Regions from separate parts of the Danio rerio genome. Here region 2 is linked to region 1. Evidence: chromatin contacts called from public Micro-C data. All regions are on one chromosome and are shown on one strand. The core of a region is the stretch at or near the end of the contact, and the rest is flanking DNA. Distances in the headings are between cores, read along the strand shown.

Region 1 (6,056 bases), core at 1,714-4,213:
CATTCAGAAGTTTGGGGATTGCTTCATATTGATGCTTTTATACAGCAAGGACACATTAATCAAAAGACACAGTAAATACTTCCAGATATATTAGAAAAGATGTTTTAACTTTGTTAGTAATAAATTATGTTTCTTGATAGAAAGATCATATGAGAATGATTCTGAAGGATCAGGGTATAGTAAATACACTAAACAAAATTTAGCTTAGATTCACAGGAATATGGGTTAAATTGAAAAATACACTCGCCGGCCACTTTATTAGGTACACCTTACTAGTACCGCTTTTGATTTCAGAACTGCCTTAAATCTTCATGGCATAGATTCAACAAGGTACTACAAATATCCCTCAGAGATCTTGGTCCATATTGACATGATAGCATCAAACAGTTGCTGCCGATTTGCTGGCTGCACATTCATGATGTGAATCTCCCGTTCCACCACATCCCAAAAGTGCTCTATTGGATTGAGATCTGGTGACTGTAGAGGCCATTTATATACGGTTAACTCATTGTCATGTTCAAGAAACCAGTCTGAGATGATTCGTGCTTTGTGATTTGGGCCCAAAGTGTGACAAAAAAAAATATTCCCCACACCATTACACCATCACCACAACCAGCCTGAACCGTTGATACAAGGCAGGATGAATCCATGCTTTCATGTTATTGACGCCAAATTCTAACCCTATCTGAATGTTGCAGCAGAAATCGAGGCTCATCAGACCAGGCAAGGTTTCTCCAATCTTCTATTGTCCAATTTTGGTGAGCCTGTGCATATTGTAGCCTCAGTTTCCTGTCCTTAGATGACAGGAGTTGCACCTGATGTGGCCTTCTGCTGCTGTAGCCATTCCACCTCAAGGTTGGATGTGTTGTGTATTCAGAGATGCTGTTCTGCATACCATGGGTTGTAACGAGTGGTTATTTGAGTTTCTGTTGCTTTTCTATCAGCTGGAACCAGTCTGGCCATTCTTCTTTGATATCTGGTATCAACAAGACATTTGCACCCACAGAACTACTGTTCACTGCATTTTTTTTTTCTTTCGGACCATACTCTTTAAAACCTAGAGATGGTTATGTGTGAATCCCAGTAGATCAGCATTTTCTGGATTACTCAGGCCAGCTCGTCTGGCACCAACAACCATGCCACGTTCAAAGTCACTTACCATAAATCACCTTTCTTCCCTATTCTGATGCTCGATTTGAACTGCAGCAGATCGTCTTGACCATGTCTACATGCCTAAATGTACTGAGTTGCTGCCATGTGATTGGCTGATTGTTGCAGTTGGACAGGTGTACCTAATAAAACAGCTGCCGTACCATCATATAGTTAATATTTTTTTAGAATAAAAAAGCTAGATAGAGAATGTTAAATATTACAGTAATTAGTTAATTATATATTTATTTAAATTTAAAAATAAATAAATAAAAATGTATGGTATGCATGCACTGTGCTCACTCCAAATAAAAATTATATAGTTAATACTATAATACGAATGTATGTGTGTAGAGTATGTGTGCACCGTGTCCACGCACCTGATGTTTTGCACGTCAATGACTATGATCAGTGACTATGATGGCGAGTCCTCAGCACTGCATGAATCTGATCCTCAAACACACTTACACACGTGTTTACAACACATGAAGAGACGAACCAGCACATAACATACAACACCTCTCTCTCTTCATCTTTCTATTGCATAAGAGAATGTCTGTGTGTGTGTGTGTGTGTGTGTGTGTGTGTGTGTGTGTGTGTGTGTGTGTGTGTGTGCGTGTGCGTGTGTGTGTGTGTTTGTGTGTGATGTAAGAGCGATGGATAATATGGCTTTAGGTTGACGATGATGCGGCGGGGACTGCTGCTGCTGCTGAGCAGAGAAGCTTATGTAATGTGAATGGAGAGAGAAGTGTGTGTTTGTGCAAGAGGTGAGGTGCGTGTCTGTCTGTGTGTATGATAGGTCGTGTGTCCTTCACCTGCACTGTGCAGACAGTGTTGCTGACGGTTGCTGTTTCTTTCTTTATTCTCTTTTGCTTTTTTTCCTTTACTCTTTCTTTCTTTCTTTTCCTTTTTCTTTTCTTTTTTGTCCATTCTATCATTGCCTATTTCTGTCTTGCATTCTTTATCACTTTCATTTGTTAATTTTTTAGTCTTTCTTTTGAGTTTTTATTGTGCTCTTTTTTTCTTTCACTCTTTTTATCTTTTTTTTGTTTCTTTTTCACTCATTTTTTCTTCCTTTCACTCTTTCTTTCTTTCACTCTTTTTTGGTCTTTAACTCTACTTATTTTTTTCTTTCTTTCTTTTTTCACTCCTTTTTTCTTTCTTTTTCTTTTTTCAATCCTTTCTTTTGTTCGTTCATTCATTCTTTTTTTCACTCATTTTTCTTTGTTTTTCTTTTTTCACTCCTTTCTTTCTTTTTCTTTCTTTCTTTCTTTCTTTCTTTCTTTCTTTCTTTCTTTCTTTCTTTCTTTTTATCCAGTCTTTCTCTTTTATCTGTTCTTTTGCTCTTTCTTTTTTCACTCATTTTTTCTCTTTTTTCACTCTTTTATTCATTTTTTTCTTTCCTTATTTTCTTTTTCTTTCCTAATTTTTTTTCTTTTACTCCTTATTTTTTGCTGTTTGTTCCTGTCAATCTATTATTATTATTATTATTTACTATTTTTGTACTCTTTCTGTTATCACCTGTTTGTTTTTATTTTTTACCTTCTTTTATTATTTATCTCTTTTATTTATTGATTAATTTATCTGTTTATTTATCTCTCCATCTCTTCTCTGTTTTATATTTTTCTACTACATTGTTTACTTTATATTTTCTTTCTTCAATTTCCTCTCTCTCTCTCCCTCTCCCTCTCTCTCTCCCTCTCCCTCTCCATCTCCCAGCAGATTCAGTCAGCTCTATTAGTGTGTGCGTCTGTCAGTCCGGGTCTGTTGTCCTCATGTGTCCCGTGTTTTTGGCTCCTCCTTTGCACGTCTCCAGTCCTCCATTAGGAGGCGCTGTGGACACATCTGTCTCTGTCCCCGCCACTGTCCCAGTTTCCTCTCCTTCGTGCAGCACGATTCCTGGACTCCCGCCAGCTCTCAACCAGAGGTTACATAAGACCTGCCCCTGTTTTTTTCCCTCGTTTTTTTTTTTTTTCCAGGAATCCAAGCTCTTTACTGATGTGTGACCTTCTGCAGTAATTGCCAATAAAAGTAAGACGGGCTGTTTACCAAGAGACACTGGACCATCCAGTGGACATACAACGCCCTAAGCCCTTCATCGAAATCCACAATTCAGCTTTTGTCTTACTAGACCGAGATGCATAAATGAGGTCATCGAGCCAAATGCCTTCAGTCTTTAGGCCAAAGCTCAGAGTCGGACACACATTGAGCTCATGTCGTGACAGGCTGGTTTTAAAGCGTGTTTGCAGGCTTTTGTCGACAATGAGCGTGATTGAAATGCGCCCTCCAAGCTTCTCGCCATTGACATGCACCGCAGAGAATAAAGCTGTGATATCAGCGAATGTGTGACTTTCTCATCCACACACTTAGTGACAAACTAGCTGTTCATAAGTCTGCCTTCGGTCCAATTTGGACTCGTTACCGGATGTGCAGCTGAATGGATCGATTTCATGTGGGGGAAATTCACAAGAAAGTGTTTTGATAGCATGTGATGAATGCATGCGTTTATGGTGGCTAAAGAGGGACATTTCGCATTCACACCTTTTGCATTATTTTCCAGCTGAAAAATGATGTCGCAAGAAAGGGAGATTCCTTACTGGTTGCAGTATTACTCACACAAACATGCGCGTGCGTCATGGTTGTTGCTAATTTAAACCCCCCTCTGTCTCTTTGTGCTAGAAAACATACTCCAAATTTCCTCTTTGCATGCTTTTTGAGCTAATACATGTTTCTAAAAGTGAATCGCAGTAAATGTGTTATTTTTATGTTGTTGATAGTATGGTGTTCCTCCCTGTTGTCATCCTTTTCATTGTGTCACATCAAACAAGGAAACGTTTGCATGCTCTGTATGCACGTCGCCTGCTTTGCTTGTTTCTTTTTGCTGCTGCACGACTTTAAAGAGCCCCTATTATGGTGTATTAATCAACCCTACAGTAATTTGTTTCTGAAAATATGCATTGCAGGATCTGCGTTTCTGAAACAGTTGGTTTAAATATCTGATCTCTCTAAACTCTGAGTCTACTCAGATTGGTCAGTTTGTTGCAATTGGAGAACCACAATACCAAGTTCAGACTGCATGATTTTCAAAGAAGTTGTGCATCAGATGGTTTCACACTGCATAACTATCTGGATTAGCGTTCTATCGGTGCTATGTTTACACTGTAGGATAGATCGGCGACAGGAGGTTTCACACTGCATGACTTCATAGGAAGAATCGTCGACTACTTTGTCTCGGTCTGCAAGCTACATCTCACAACAAAACACATGCGAGAAGTGGCATGAAAACAACGCCAGGTCATGTAGTACATCTTCTTTAACCACATAATGAGAAAGAAGCCTTTAGTGAGGTAGAAAATGTACTTATTTTGCTCACCTGGCTATTGAAGTTAATTAGCAATTTCTTCTCAACTGATTTTCTTTTTCGACCCAGTTGTGGTATTGCTCCGATAACACATCAAACAGACAGGTGCTCATGTCAAATTTCCTTCAAATTTTCCTCCATTTCTTGGGTCTAAATAAGCAGTTCCCAATCTGGGGTGCGCAGTTTGACCACCAGGGGTGCGCGAGAGAAATTTTGTAATGGCGGAAAATTTTAGCTTTTATTATTTTAATGGATTTCTTTTGGGTAAACTTCACATGTCATTATTTTGAGAGAAAAAAAATTCACTAAGAGAAAATAAAAATCACATTAATTTACAACCCATGCATATTCACTCATCCCATGGTTTAACGTCTGCATTGAAATACTCCAGCCCATTCCCATTAGTGATAGTACATTTGTAATTTTTTTTTTTTTTGTCAAAATTGACATCTGGGTAAAAACTAGCACTTCAAATAAGTCAAGTGACAGTAGGGATGAACTATCTACATCAGCCTCTTCTATGGAGATGTGCAGCGTCCTTGAATATATGGACTCACAGGCATTGTCAACTTCATAAAAGCTCATCCATTAATGTATTTCATTATCTTTATTTTAATCAAGTACACAGACAATTTATGTATTTAGTTATTGTATTTAAAAATGTGGAGTTTAATCGGAGAGGGGTGCTTGCCAGGTGTCAAATATTAGAAAGGGTGCACACAGCAAAAAGTTTGGGAACCACTGGTCTAAATAGAATGAAAAGAAGCCCTTTAACTTCTCCCCAACCTCCCGCTAGTGATAGATACCCATACTAGTGGATGCTCATCTATCATTGACTGTAGGTGATCGCCAATGTTATTTTCTACAGAACACATTTCACATGGCATGATTTTGAAACTTCGACAGGACAGATTGTCTCAGATTGCATTTTCGACAGTTCACACTGTGTGATTGTTACTCTCATGAACGAGCACTGATTTGACTGTGATTTCAGGCATTTGTCTGCAATTTCTCGAAACCTCAAAATTAGGGCTAAAATCATTCAGTCTGAACTCAGCAAAACACACACTACCAAATACTAGTTGTTGTATCTGAATTAAAGCTCTAGGGGCTTCTTTAATGCTAGTGAAAGTGGGGATATGAACAGTAATGATGGTGTCAGCTTTATGGTATTAAAGAGGTATCAAGTCCTGATTCTTAGGAAGTAGTGTTTACATTGCAATGTAACTTAAATTCAACAAAATGCGTTAAAGGAAACATCAAGATAAAGTGATACCGAACGATTTCAACACAATTGACTGCATCTTCTTGGCATGTCAATAGCATGAACTAAATCATGGGCAGCCAGTAAAGATCATATTCTGGCTTTTCTTATGAACCTGCACAGGTTTTTGCAAGAAGTAAGACTGGAATTACCAACAACTCGTTTCAGGCAGTTAGGGATTGCTTCCTTTTTATTGGAACTCAACTTTTTATACACTTTGATCTTTGAAAGGCTTTTTACACTCACAAACACCTGCATGTACATTACACACTACATAATAGA
Region 2 (5,567 bases), core at 2,733-5,232, 150 kb before region 1:
ACTTGCTGTTGCCAACAAGCGTTTTGGAGATGAAGAATTTATTTTCCAGCAGGACTTGGAACTTGGACACAGTGCCAAAGCTACCAGCACCTGGTTTAAAGGTCCATGGTATACCTGTTCTTAATTGGCCAAGAAACCCCATTGAAAATCTATGGGCTGTTGTCTAGAGCAGTGGTTCTCAAAGTGGGGGTCGCGGAACAATGAAGGGGGGTCACCTGGTGATTTCCAAAAATCTACTTATTATTATTAGACCATAAGAATTACCATATTTTATCCATAACCAACTGAAGAGAAAAAAACAGCCGTTTATAGTTACTATAGTAGCTTATTTACTTGTTCTATTGGATTGCGACCCCAGGTGTAAATACATTATTTTAAAAACAGCAATAGCGTCAGATGCAGCAGATTGATTTTATAACACCAGGTTAAACTTTCTGGCCCATTTACAGCACTGAAATACATTTAAAAAATCAAACGAAGAATAGACTTTGGTCTATTGGTGTGTGTGTGCGCCATTGCATGCAAGTTTTCTGTATTTATAACCACCTCAGGGGATATTGGGGGTCGCGAGTCACTGGTATTGTTATTTTAGGGGTCGCGTGCTGAAAAGTTTGGGAACCCCTGGTCTAGAGGAAGATGAGGCAACAGAGACCCTGAAATGCAGACAAGCTGAAGGCCAATATCAAAGCAACTTGGGCTACCATAACATCTCAACTATGTCAAAGGCTGATCGCCTCAATGCCACGCCACCTTGATACTGTAATTAGTGCTAAAGGAGGCTCAACAAAGTACTCAGGACAAAATACAGTACATGAACACACTTTTTAAAAGGCCAACATGTGTTTAAGATTCTTTTTTTTTTATTGGTCAAATGAAATATTCAAATTTCTTTCACCTTTAATCCATAATCTTTCAAATTGAAATAAACGAAGGCTTGAAATATTTCACCTTGTGTGTAGTGAACTAACATAACACAAATTTCACTTAAAAAAAAAAATTATTGAAAAAAATCGATATTCAAATATTTTGGCACATACCCATACATGTTATAATAATACATTTTTGACAGTTTTGCTTTTTAATATTTACTGAGACGTACACATACGTCCTTTAAAATGAAATCTGTTTGATTTTTCTCTTCAGATATGTCCTGCAGGTCTCGTTTAGCCACTTTGAATGAGAAGCTCACTGCTTTGGAGAGGAGGATCGAGTACATCGAAGCCAGAGTATGTTTTCATGGATTTTATAAATACATTTTCAGGTTTATTTTGTTTTAAATAACCCTCATTTTAACTACTGCTTGATGTTTTAAGGTCACAAAAGGGGAAACCCTGACTTAGGCACATTCCTGGCATCGATGCTGAGGTCAAGATAATGGCTACGAACACGCACCTCCTGTCTTCATCATTTACTTTAATTAGTCAAACAAAATTTCCATTCGTTGGCTGTTTTAGATCAGTTCATTTTTGTATGGGACCATTGTGATGCTGTAAACAGATATTTGCTTTCCTCATTTCATGCCTGATTGTGGCTGAAGTTATACTGTATCTGGTCCTTTAATTTTATTGACCTTGTTTTGATCTGTCAGGCAACTTGTTACTGTCTCTGTGGTGCTTGCTTTCGCAAACATCCCAGTGTTGTATGTTGTTTGGGTTTGACCTGCTATTGAACTTACTTTTGACGTACCATGCAATATATATATCAACAGTCTTGCAATTGCAGACTGGAGTTACCATGGATAAACATTATGCCTTGCTTTAGTTTTAATTATTGATAGCTAATATTTTGTTTGATTCCCCCCCCCCCCCCTTTTCTTTGCGTTTTTTACCAGGGTCTAAACTGTTATTGTTTAATTACAAAGGTGTGTGTGTGTGTGTGTGTTTAAAATACACTGCTTCCTGCTGTACATTTGTCATGCAACAAACATCTGCACATGAGAAATGCCAGTCAGGTGGATGGAAAGCACTAAAGTGCCAATCAGACTGTTTTAAAGTGTTTAGTGCTTCTCCAATTATACAATTTTATGTCGTAGTGTCTGTTATAATGTTTTTGTGGTTGAACATTAAATAAAAAAGTTAAAGGATTCTGATTATTTTCTTTTAGTATTTATTGGTGTTGTTTTCAACATTTTAACAAATGCAAAACGGTATACATGATATAAATAAATATATTTTATAATTATAAATGTTTATATTTATTACTTATGTGAGTATATAGATTTATTTGTGTGTGTGTGTGTCTATACATACATATGTATACGTGTGTGTGTGTGTGTATACACACGTATACATACAATGTTGGAATAATGCATTGCAAGTAACTCAAGTTACATCGTAATTTTACCTTTCTAAGTAACAAAGTAGAGCAATTTTAAAAAGAAATAATATTTGAGTTGCCTTTTAGTTTAACTAATGAACTTTTAAAAAATAAATTGCTGAAAATTAAACAATGAATTGCACAATCAATGAGGAAATTTGTTCATTATTTTCAACGCATCGAAGAAAAGGATTGTTTCAATGGACAGTGATTTTACTTAAGACAAATAGTACTAAAGTAGAGAACACATTCCTTTAAACTTTCAATATTATATATATGGCATGTATAGCTCTGGGGTCAGGAAGTTCTCAGATAACATCCTAAAATATATATAAATATATATATATATATATATATATATATATATATATATATATATATATATATATTTTTTTTTTTTTATGTTCTTTTAAGGGAAATGTAGGTGCAGGTTATACAGTGTGTAAAGTGAGGTTATATTAAGTAAGTTCCTCTATTAAAAAATAGGGGGGAAAAAGTTCTGAAAGAGATGAAGTCTTAGCCAGGTAATAAACAGTGATGCAAAGTAACTCAAAAGTAATGTAACACAATACTTACTATAAAAAGTTATTTAAGTAGTTAAATAACATAAGTAAGTACTTTTTTGGGGAGTAACTCAATACTGTAATGCATTTCTTTTATAACCTTTCCCAACACACACACACACACACACACACACACACACACACACACACACACATGTAAATGTGTGTGTGTGTGTGTGTGTGTGTGTGTGTGTGTGTGTGTGTGTATATATATATATATATATATATATATATATATATATATATATATATATATATATATATATGTGTGTGTGTGTAAATGTGTGTGTGTATGTATATATATATATATATATTTATAATATATATTTATATATATATATATATATATATATATATATATACACACACACACACACACATGAATATTCAGCATCTCACTTTCTAAAATCTCAGAATAAAAACAACAGTTTTTATATTTTACCTAAAACGTGCATTTTTTTATAAGTTCATGTCAGATATTTATATATAATAATTATTTATACAACGTGATCATTTAACATGTTTTTTTTCTGTTTGTTTGTTTTTTATCAATATATCAAATCACCTAAAACGTAGTCGTGGCCAAACACTTTCTTATGAAGGGCAAAAACCAAACTTGAAATAGGGCCATGAGCCGAAGTTTCCATGAATAATTTCCTCATTTATTTAAATATAAATAGAAAACATTATTTTAATCATATTACCTAATCCATTTCATTTTTTTGATAATAAACATTATAATGAAGACATGAGAATTAAATTTAAAACTCTATAGAGTTTATTAGTTTATTATTGGATTCATTTACAACATTTAATTGAAACATTTATTTTAAGTTAGTTTTTCTTTCTTTCTTTTTTTTTTTTGTAGCTTAGAAAATAAAACTAACAAATGAAGGCTTACATTAAATTAGAAGTGACAATGGATATTAAAACCATTAACTAAAACCCTCCCCTAAACTTTCCCTCTCTTCTTAGATGGGATGGAGGGCCAAATCAAAGGTTTGGACCGTTTGGACATCTTTGACCTAACGGGTCTCATGAACTGGACTTTTATTTTGTATTACTGTCAAGTGCAAGCAGCATTTCCGCCTCTTTTTGATTCTTTCAAGCTTGTGCCCATCGATATTGTAAACAATCCGCAAGTAAATAATGTTCTCTCCCGCAAAATAATCATACATAAATTGACATAAAGACACAATGCGATCCTACAGCCAGGATTTGAGCGGCGGACTCGAGAATGTTCCTGTTTTGATCGAAAACAGTGTCCCTAAAGAGGCTCTCTCCAATTTTCAGGTAGTCACATCTTCTTTCGTTACAGTATTTACAAGTACATTGGCATTTTAGTCATTTTGTAGTCGTAAAATGCTCCCAAGAAACCCTGAAGTTGATTTAAAAAAAATAGTAAGAATTACATTGCATGACTTGTCCCGCCACACCACCACCTGATGGCAGCACTTTCGTGTTCTTTCATACTCATTTCTAAAGTAAATCTTAAAGGGATAGTTAACCCAAAAATGACAATTTTGCTCACTATTCATTCACCCTCAAGTGGTTTCAAGGGCTTCATGATTTTATTTTCTTCAGTGAAACACAAAAGATATTCTGATGCATGTTAGTAACCAGTAGAAATTGACACTCAGTATAAAAAACAAATATTCTGGAAGTTAATGGTTATCGGGTGAAAGAAACTCAAACAGGTTTGTTACAAGTTAAGGGTGAGTAAATGATGGCAAAATGTTTAGTTTTGGTTGAACTATCTCTTAATGGCAAGACACTTCAGTTTAATAACTTAAAAATTGCAATGGTGATCACCGTACTTCCCCTAATGATTGATTAAATTAAGAATTGCAAACATTTTTTATTACAAGTTTTTTAAAAACTTTGTCTAAACATCCAAACGAGGCATTATGTGATTAAATATGCACCCATTTGCATACATTTGTAGCTCAAAAATTGAAACATTGGATGAAGTCATGTTTAGATTTCCTTTTTGAAACTTCAAGGTGTATTAGAGTCTAGAGTTTTTTATATAGGGGGGCTTTGGGAATCTATTTTTATCAGTAAATAAATATATAATTCAATAATAAATTAAGTACTGCCAACAGGCAAAAAATAAAATCAACAAAAAAACAAAACGCTGGATAAATATGCAAATTTTGCACGTCGCTTACTAAATACCTTCTGGAAACAGATTTTAAACAGAAATTAAACCTTAAACGATATGTTAACCAAAAATAATTTTAACTGTATTTATTAATAAATAAAGTGAATAAATAAGACATAAAATCACAACAATTTAGGAGGTCATGCTGAGAGAGGGAATTAAATGTTCACAATAAACCACAATAATAATAATGATAATGATAGTAATAATAATTATTAATAATAATAATAAACATTATTAAAATAAATATAATAAAATATATAAAGTTGATAAAAAATAGAAAAATTATAAATATATTTGTAACTTTTCTGATGTTACAAATTTGTGTTGTCTAAGAGTGACAGCAAAAATGTCAAAAACCTTTTTAAAGGTATAAAATTTAAATTTAAAATAAATTATAATATCAGGGTTTATGCCGGTTTGGTCCAATCAATTTTAAGACTTTTTAAGACATTTTTAGTACCATCAAGAATGAAATTTTAAACTTACATAGGGCTAAATGTAAAAGATTTTTTGGGATGTTT

The links. Hi-C and Micro-C count contacts between places; a contact is called where the count stands out from the background.
Region 2: a Micro-C map of caudal fin shows a contact between it and region 1, with 7 times the contacts expected there. The contact joins the promoter of setmar here to the enhancer-like site in region 1. A contact is called at or near these places in 2 of 18 Hi-C or Micro-C datasets (caudal fin and an unstated tissue).

The regions. Positions count from the first base shown.
Region 1 is chr11:38,275,923-38,281,978 of GRCz12tu, reverse strand. The region is part of intron 38 of itpr1b (inositol 1,4,5-trisphosphate receptor, type 1b); the gene reads left to right. Among named protein-coding and RNA genes, the nearest start is that of bhlhe40, 130 kb to the right of the region's middle. Within about 2 kb of position 2,963, at least 13 of the 62 cell types and tissues checked have an H3K27ac peak or open chromatin away from gene starts, as enhancers often do. A contact at or near this core is called in caudal fin, where this site is marked.
Region 2 is chr11:38,432,175-38,437,741 of GRCz12tu, reverse strand. setmar (SET domain and mariner transposase fusion gene) reads left to right here and starts at 3,982. Exons shown (of 2, transcript NM_001113600.2): 1 at 3,982-4,172. The coding sequence starts at 4,077. It overlaps brk1 (BRICK1 subunit of SCAR/WAVE actin nucleating complex), which reads left to right. Exons shown (of 3, transcript NM_001002097.1): 2 at 1,144-1,226; 3 at 1,314-2,082. The coding sequence ends at 1,340.